Regions from separate parts of the Pan troglodytes genome. Here region 2 is linked to region 1. Evidence: chromatin contacts called from public HiChIP or PLAC-seq data. All regions are on one chromosome and are shown on one strand. Each heading gives the region's core, a stretch centred on a gene start, on an enhancer-like site or on the middle of the called end of the contact. The rest is flanking DNA. Distances are from core to core; before and after follow the strand shown.

Region 1 (3,830 bases), core at 1,331-3,830:
TTTAATTTCTCTTTGGCTTCATTAACAGTCATACTTCCCCAGTACCATCCTGGGGTTTTTGTTCAAAAAGAAAAAGAAAAGAGGGTAAAACAGTTATTATAAGAATTCTTAGAACAGAGCAAGTAATTGGCAATAATTTTTTTAGCTCTAAAAAAGAAAAAAAAAAGGTGGTGTGTGAGCGAAAGTTTACCAGGGCCACCACAAATACTTTCAGTAGGAATTTAATAAAAATTTGGGTCCATTTTATGAACACAAACGGCGAGCCAGTTTTCTTTCTTTTTTAAAAAATTAACTTTCTGAAGCTCTTCTTAAGATTTTCTTCTAATGAACCAAAAGAACATCTGCAGCATGACACACTGGCTGATGAAGCATGACACTTTTAACATTATTTAAGTAAAATAAAGATTTAGGTAAATTAGAAAAAAATCAGAAGTTAGAAATAAAAGCCATGCCCTTTAAAAAGTGGAAAACCCAACTCCTGTAATTGAACTACAGTAAAAACAGAAGCAACTTTTTTGGATGGTTGGTGTGCCCCCCACCAAAAAAAAAAAAAAAAAAAAAAAAAAAAAAAAAAAGAATCTGCAAAGCCTGCTATGAACAGCCTTCTATGTAGAAAGCACTGCTATGTACTTGTTGTAAAAGCACAGCTCTAGTACAATAGCTTCTGTTCGCTGCTTTATGACTACCTTACCAGTCACTAAGAAATGGGAATTCCCAAGTGATAATTACTACTTCAAGTTTACAATCTTCCCTAAACTCTTTTGAACTTTGCCCTAATCCAAACCCAATCACAACCATCCGTCTCCCCTGCATTCTTGATTTCATCTGCCTGCACCATCTCCCCGGCCCACCCTGCTTTCTAAGAAGGCTCAAAGACCGTCCGTATTTAAGAAGTCTGAACATTTGTGCTCCCCCCACCCCCACAATTACCGGGATACTTGCAATCTGCCGGTGCCTCCCCGGGAGGGAAAGCCCGTGGCCCACACGGAAAGACCGGAATCGCAAGCGAGAGAACTTTTCCCTCTCCCTCCCCCTGTTGCTACCAAAATTTCAACTGTGCCACAACTGTAAGCTTTTAGGATACGGATTTGGAAAGCCAGAATGATTTGCCAGATACTTTACTTTTTTTCTTTTTTCAGATGCCTAGAGACAGCGTGCCGCGCGAATTGCCTGACTGTACTTGAAAGCGGCAGTACCCTGGGCGCGCCGACCATGGAAGCCGCGCTTGGCGGGGGCTTCGCAGCCTACTCTCGACGCCCGGGCAGCCGCCCTCGCGGCAGTGTCAGTCCCTGAACTTGGCCGCCAAGATCCTGGGCTGCAGCCGCAGCTCCGCCCGGGAGCCAGATGCTGCTGGGCCTGCGGGGCCCGCGGCACCGACTTGCTGATTGCACCCCGTGCAAAGGGAGGCGCCCGACGCTTTCCCCGGCCGGGGTTCGAGCCCGGGCGCCTAACCCTGAGCAGCTGCGGAAAACAGTAAATCTTCCAGCGTGCTAAGAAGCTATTTCCAAGAAGCCCTTCCCGCGCTCTGCGTTCCGCCAGGCCTGAGTCCCTGGAGAACCACTTTCCTTACGCATTCCCAAGGACCCAGGACCCTGCGAGCGTGCTCTCCGCGGTCCCTTGGAAGCAAGGGACGTATTTCCATCTTATTCTTTGCTTCCCACCTCGACCCCGCTTCCTAGCTGCGTCCTTGGGGAGGCGCCCCCTCCCGCACGCGTCGCGGCCGATCGGCTCCCTACCTGTCTGACCGAGCTCCCGCAGGGCCTTCGCCAGACGCGCCGCCTCCGGGGATGGCTCCTCCGCCGACCCCGCGGTCCCCCACTGGCTCCGCGTCCCTTCCCCGCCATTCCCGGAGGGCTCAAGGCACCGCAGGGTCATGAGAGAAGGGTCACCGCGGCAAAGACAGGTGGCCGCCCGAGCTGGGGTCAGAGAAGGGTTCGCGTCCTTCCTTGAAGTCAGTGCGAATCCCAAAACGAGTCCCTGCGGGGTGTCCGAAATGGTGGCAGAGAGAGAAGGGATGGGGCTCTTTCTCCCCAGATCCTGGAGGACGGATGACAAAGTCCCTCGCAGCCGCGGTCACCCACTGATCGCCTACAAAGAGAAAGCGGGAGGTTGGGTCAGTCCAAACTGGACCCCTGCGGCTGGGGTGGGGGTGGGGAAATAGACGTGGAAAATCCCAGGGACTCCTCCGCCTCTACGTTCCTGCACCATTTAACCCCAAGCTTCCAGCTAGCGCCCTGGCCCAGCTCTAGAGAAAAGATAAAGAGAGCAGAGATCCAAGATAAAGTTGGCTGAAGAGGTGGGGGGCGGAGGTCAGGATGAGGGTGAACAGGGTGTCTTCCCGCCCAGGGTCACTAGCTGAAATCAAAGACTGGCGACCTAGGAAGAGCAAATAGTCACCTGCAGATCCAGTGGGAATAGGCCCTTGTCAAGGACAAGTAGAAAAAATTAAAAAGGAAAGAACAGGAGAGATTCCCCAAATTGGCATTCTGGTCTCACACCTGGCGCAGCCCGAGGGCCCCCAGGAAGAAGCACCCACACAAACTTGGTTCTCCGCCCTAAAGCGCTGCGGGGCCCCGAGGCACCAACCCGGGGTGCGGAGGTGCGGGAGCTGCCGCATCTCCGCCCGGGAGGCTCCTCGCTCCCCTCCCCCCGCTTCCTGGTGCCCGCTCTGGCGGGGTTGGGGGTGCCGCGGCGGTCGCTCCCGGACCAGGATGGCTGCGGTGGTTCTCGCCGCCGCGGGCGCTGTCGAGGAATCGGCCCGAGCGCGCAGCCCTCGCGGGGCTCCGAGGCGAGGCCGGGGCCGAGCGGGCGGTCGCGAGCGCTGCGGAAAGTGCAAACCACCAACGCCGCACTCTTACCTCGACCTCGGCCGCGGCCGCCGCCGCCGCCTCCGCACCAGGCAGCCTCCTCAGCGGACATGGGGCGGGGGGGGGGTGGGGGGGAAAGGGGAGGCGGGAGGGGCCCGGGAGAGGAGGGGCGTCTGCCCTTGTTTCCCCCGTTAACGTTTAATTTGGGAACGAGATGCCCGGGGATGCAACCAGCCCCGCGCTCGGAGGCGGCGGCCGGAGTTCCGTGCGCAGAGGGCACACAAAAGCCTTGAGGATCATTGCCTCGACCCCATCCCCCACCGCGCGGCGACGCCCCCTACGGGCTGGGACACCTCCACCCTCGGACTGCTGCCTGGTTTCCCTCCGGCTGCGACCCTGGAGGTGGGAAGGAGAGAGGGAGGGAGGGAGGAAGGAGCGAGGGCGGGAGGCAGGCCGGTGGGGAGAAGCGGGAGATCAGGTTATTAGGAGGATTATTAATTTGAATGGCAGTTTAGGGGAAATAAAAAAAAGAAACTCCAGACACTTCCAGACGCCGAGAAGGGGCTGGAGAAAGCAGGCAGCAACGCCAGGCCGCGGGACAGAGCCGCGGTTCGGACTCTCTCTTCCCCGGCGCTCCGAGCTGCGGAAGCCCAGGCCGTCCGCCGCTCCCCGGCGCACGCGGCCGCGCCTCGCCGCCCTCCCCGGCAACTCTCCTCGGGGCGGAGCCTTCGGGCTTCCCCCCCTACCGGTACCTGCCGCGGGCGCCCGAGCTGCGGGCACGGGGTATCCTGAGGCTGTGCACCGGGACCCCGGCGCGCACTGTCCGCGGGCCACGCGGTGAGGGTGGCTGCGGGCGAGAGGGCTCATGCTTCAGGGGAAGCCCAAGGCCCGCCAGCCGCGGCGGCTGCGACGAGACTTGGCAAGAGTTAAACGTCGGTCCCAGGAGCAGCGAGTGCGCGCGACTTCCCAGACCGACGCGCCTCCCTTGCTCCCCGCCTCCCTCCCCAGTCAGCGCTCCGCTCG
Region 2 (3,476 bases), core at 382-2,881, 170 kb before region 1:
ATGGTAAGCCACTACATTTGTGGTAATCTGTTATGCCCGTAATAGAAAATGAATACAAGGGGTAAAGCAAAAAAGAACCAAAAATGAGCACATAAGAGTCTGTTAAACTCATTTATCTTTATTTAGTGATTTCAGCTAAAGCACAATAAATTACACAGAAACTAAAAATAAAATAGAAAACAAAACTACCATAACAGAGAACAGAATATAAGTGTGAAATAATCAAAGGAATTTTTAAAATAAAAAAAAAATGTTGCTAACATAACATTTTATTGCATAATTTCAAGCACTACCTTGAAATTGGAAATTTTGCCATTGTTTCTAAACAATTCAAAAGAAGATGCATAAAGCAAGGATCTGGAGCCCAATATGTGATCATAGTTGCCCTGAATATAAGAAGAGAACACTCATCACGGTCTTCAAGCATGCACCACCCTCACTAAAATATGAGAGTAAGAATAATTTTAGGCTTTTATTATTGAAGGGACAGTAAGAATAATTACACAGGGAATTCAGCTTACTATAAGGAATAATGTTCTATTCGAGACCAGCCTGGGCAACATGGCGAAACCAAATCTTTACTAAAAAATACAAAACTTAACCAGACGAGGGCCTGTGGTCCCAGGTACTGGGGAGGCTGAAGTGGGAGGATCGCTTAAGCCTAGGAGGTGGTGGTTGCAGTGAACTGAGTTGGCCCCACTGCACTCCGGCCTGGATGACAGAGCAAGACCCTGTCTCAAACAAACAAACAAAAAGAAATAGCATCCTAGTAATTACAGCTCTCCAGCAATGGTATAGACTGCTTCGAAAAGCAGAAATGTTATTAAAAGATCCCTAGAATCCCATAGAAAAATTGGCCTAAAAAACCTCTATATTGTAACTCCAAAATTCTGATTCCATTAACTTAGTAACACAGGGAATACTGGCATTATCGGAGTACTAGTTAAGTTACTATTACTCTATACGCCACATTAATTCATTAAATTTAATATTAGGTATGCAGGACAATTGTCATAGCAACATAAATTATTAGCATTACAAGTTCCTAAACAGAAATATGCATAATACTAAAACGAAACTATTTTAAAAGGCAGACATTTATTTTTAATTCTGCAGGATTTCTTTTCAAAAGTGAACTTTGGTGTAGCCTCTGGTCTGGGGCGGAAGATGAGAATGGGAGGGCAGCCTGACCCCCCTCCTGATAAGGAAGGACCCAGCGCATAACCTGTTCAGGATCTGGAGCCGCACGAACACCTGACTCGCCCCTTCAAAACAAGATCTGCGGAATGGCTCGGGACACAACAAGAAATTGCCGGCAACCTGTGACGGCTCATTTTTACCGACAGTGGGAGGCGGGCAGTCGGAAGGAATGCCCATTTCTCCGGTGTTCCTTCCCAGAAGCAAAAGAAAGTGTTTGTTTATGCAAGATTTACGTTTCACTCAGGTTTGGGTTGGGTTTGTTTTCCTGGAGATGGAGCTGAGTTTCCCTGGTTTTGCTGGAGTGAGGACAAGCTGATCGCTCCGTATTTACCTTTCACTTGGGCCAAATTGGACAAATGCAAATAAACAGGTCTTGCAGGCGCCCCCCGGCAGTCGGCGCCGCCTCCCCGCGCTGGGCTGGGCAGCCGGGGCCCGCAGAGGCAGCCGGCGCCCTAGGGCGGCTGGGGCCGCGCGCCTCCCTGCCCCGCTGCGCAGCCCGCGGGTGCCCGGCCAAGCGCTGGCTTATCTGCAGCTCCCACAGCGCCCCCGCACTCACCAGTTCCTAGAGCAGGGATTCCGAGAAAAAAGAAAGAGCCGGGTTCCCTAGAAACATTAAATTAACACAAGGGATCTGGAAACAAAACAGCAGATGCCTGAAAGCCTTCTCCTTGACGGCTTCCTGCCTTCTTGGAAAATCTTTGCATTAAAATAGATTGAATTACCCTGCTCTGCCAGATGCTGCTCGGGAACTTCATTTTGGGCTAACATGAAAGGAGAGTTTGACATCTTTTAAAGGATTTTTCTTTTCGAGGTGGTTTGAAGGGCGCCTTTGGGTTGCTGACATTAGCAAGGACCCAAGGCTGAGCTTTTTGCATTACAGTCGAGAACTTTCCATAACAATGGCTAGCAAATCAGATAACAAAGATCATGGCGTGTAGAGGAGACGCGGTGGAGCATAGAATGAGCACTAAGGGTTCAGAAGCAGAGGTTGCTGTCTCTGGGAAGAGCCTAGAAAGAGCACAGGCCAGCCGCCTCCTTTTACAGGAGAGAAAATGTCTTTTATTTCTAAGCCTACTTATTTTGACCATAGCTATGAGAACTATCTAATGGCATTTCCAGAGAGTCACAAACAAGCAGAAAGGCTTGTGAGTAGTATTTTATCAGCCTCTTTGTTCTAAAGCCCATGGTCTAACCTCCACCGATCCCTATCTACAAATTAATCAGACCATATAATTTGTAAATTCAAACCCAGATTAATAACCACACACCTTGAACAGTGGGTCTTCAGCACAGAGTGTATTCCACTTTCCTGTCATGTTAACTTTCATATTTAAAGAATTTTGGTAGCTGAGAACAAGATCCAAAGCTTCCTATGAGGTATCAGGATTTTACAGAGGAAATTGTTTTTACTGGAGTAGGATCTTCTTTGACATTTAACTTTTTTTCATGATAAACTTTAGGAAAAGACGCTATAATCCTTAGTCGCTAATTTATATGTGTCATGCTTTCTAGTAAACTGGAAAATAACCTACATTCTTAAAAGGATTCTATGCTTATCCCAAATTTAGGAGCACGAGATGGGGGAGAAGTATATTACAACAAGATACTCTAAACAAAAATAAAATTAAATATCCTTGCCTAAGCATGAAAGCAATAAAACTCATCTTAAAGCAATGCAGTCAGACAAAATCATTGCATCTGTAATAAGGGTAAGTACACAACTCTAGGAGTTAGCAGCCCTAAATATTTCTGTTCTAATGACACACAAGAGATACACAAAATCTATCATTCCTCCCTGATGTACGAAAAAATAAAGGGCAATTTCATAACACCTTTGGTGCTTTCTAACTTAATAGCTGGCCTTCAGGAAAAGCAAGTATAATTTTTGAGTGTTTATAAGAAAGCAAAGGAAAATGTTGCAAAAAATTACTTGGCTCAAAGGCCACAGAGAAAGCCGGAATTTGCAGGACTCACCAAGCTACACAGCTGTTTTAAAACCGAAAGTCAAACAGCTTTTAAAAGGTATTAAGTATTTTCTACAACAAAATCATCAAATATACATACTTCTTTTTATCCTGCAAATAGACATTTTATTTCTATTAGAAAAAAACTATAGTTACACAAACAATAACTAGACTGCTGTAATAAATATAACTAGCCACATAATACTAGTCAACGATGGCTTTTTAAAAGATTACCAGAGAATTTCAAAATGATTCTGAATGATCAAGTGTGACTCGTATATTTTTTAGGTAGGCATTGATGTTAAGAATATG

Evidence for each region. HiChIP or PLAC-seq counts read pairs in DNA pulled down with a chosen protein or histone mark.
Region 2: an H3K4me3 HiChIP or PLAC-seq map of stem cell-derived excitatory neurons shows a contact between it and region 1, with 6 times the contacts expected there. The contact joins the enhancer-like site here to the promoter of SOCS2 in region 1. A contact is called at or near these places in 4 of 7 Hi-C or Micro-C datasets (blood, induced pluripotent stem cells and stem cell-derived neural progenitor cells), 1 of 1 datasets of contacts at active chromatin or transcription factors (stem cell-derived excitatory neurons) and 1 of 1 other capture datasets (stem cell-derived neural stem cells).

Annotation. Positions count from the first base shown.
Region 1 is chr10:100,406,673-100,410,502 of NHGRI_mPanTro3-v2.0_pri, reverse strand. It overlaps SOCS2 (suppressor of cytokine signaling 2), which reads right to left and starts at 2,580. Exons shown (of 4, transcript XR_008538550.2): 1 at 1,737-2,580; 2 at 1-49.
Region 2 is chr10:100,574,291-100,577,766 of NHGRI_mPanTro3-v2.0_pri, reverse strand. The region is part of intron 2 of CRADD (CASP2 and RIPK1 domain containing adaptor with death domain); the gene reads right to left. Among named protein-coding and RNA genes, the nearest start is that of CRADD, 65 kb to the right of the region's middle. Within about 2 kb of position 1,631, at least 18 of the 24 cell types and tissues checked have an H3K27ac peak or open chromatin away from gene starts, as enhancers often do. A contact at or near this core is called in induced pluripotent stem cells, stem cell-derived excitatory neurons, stem cell-derived neural progenitor cells and 1 more, where this site is marked.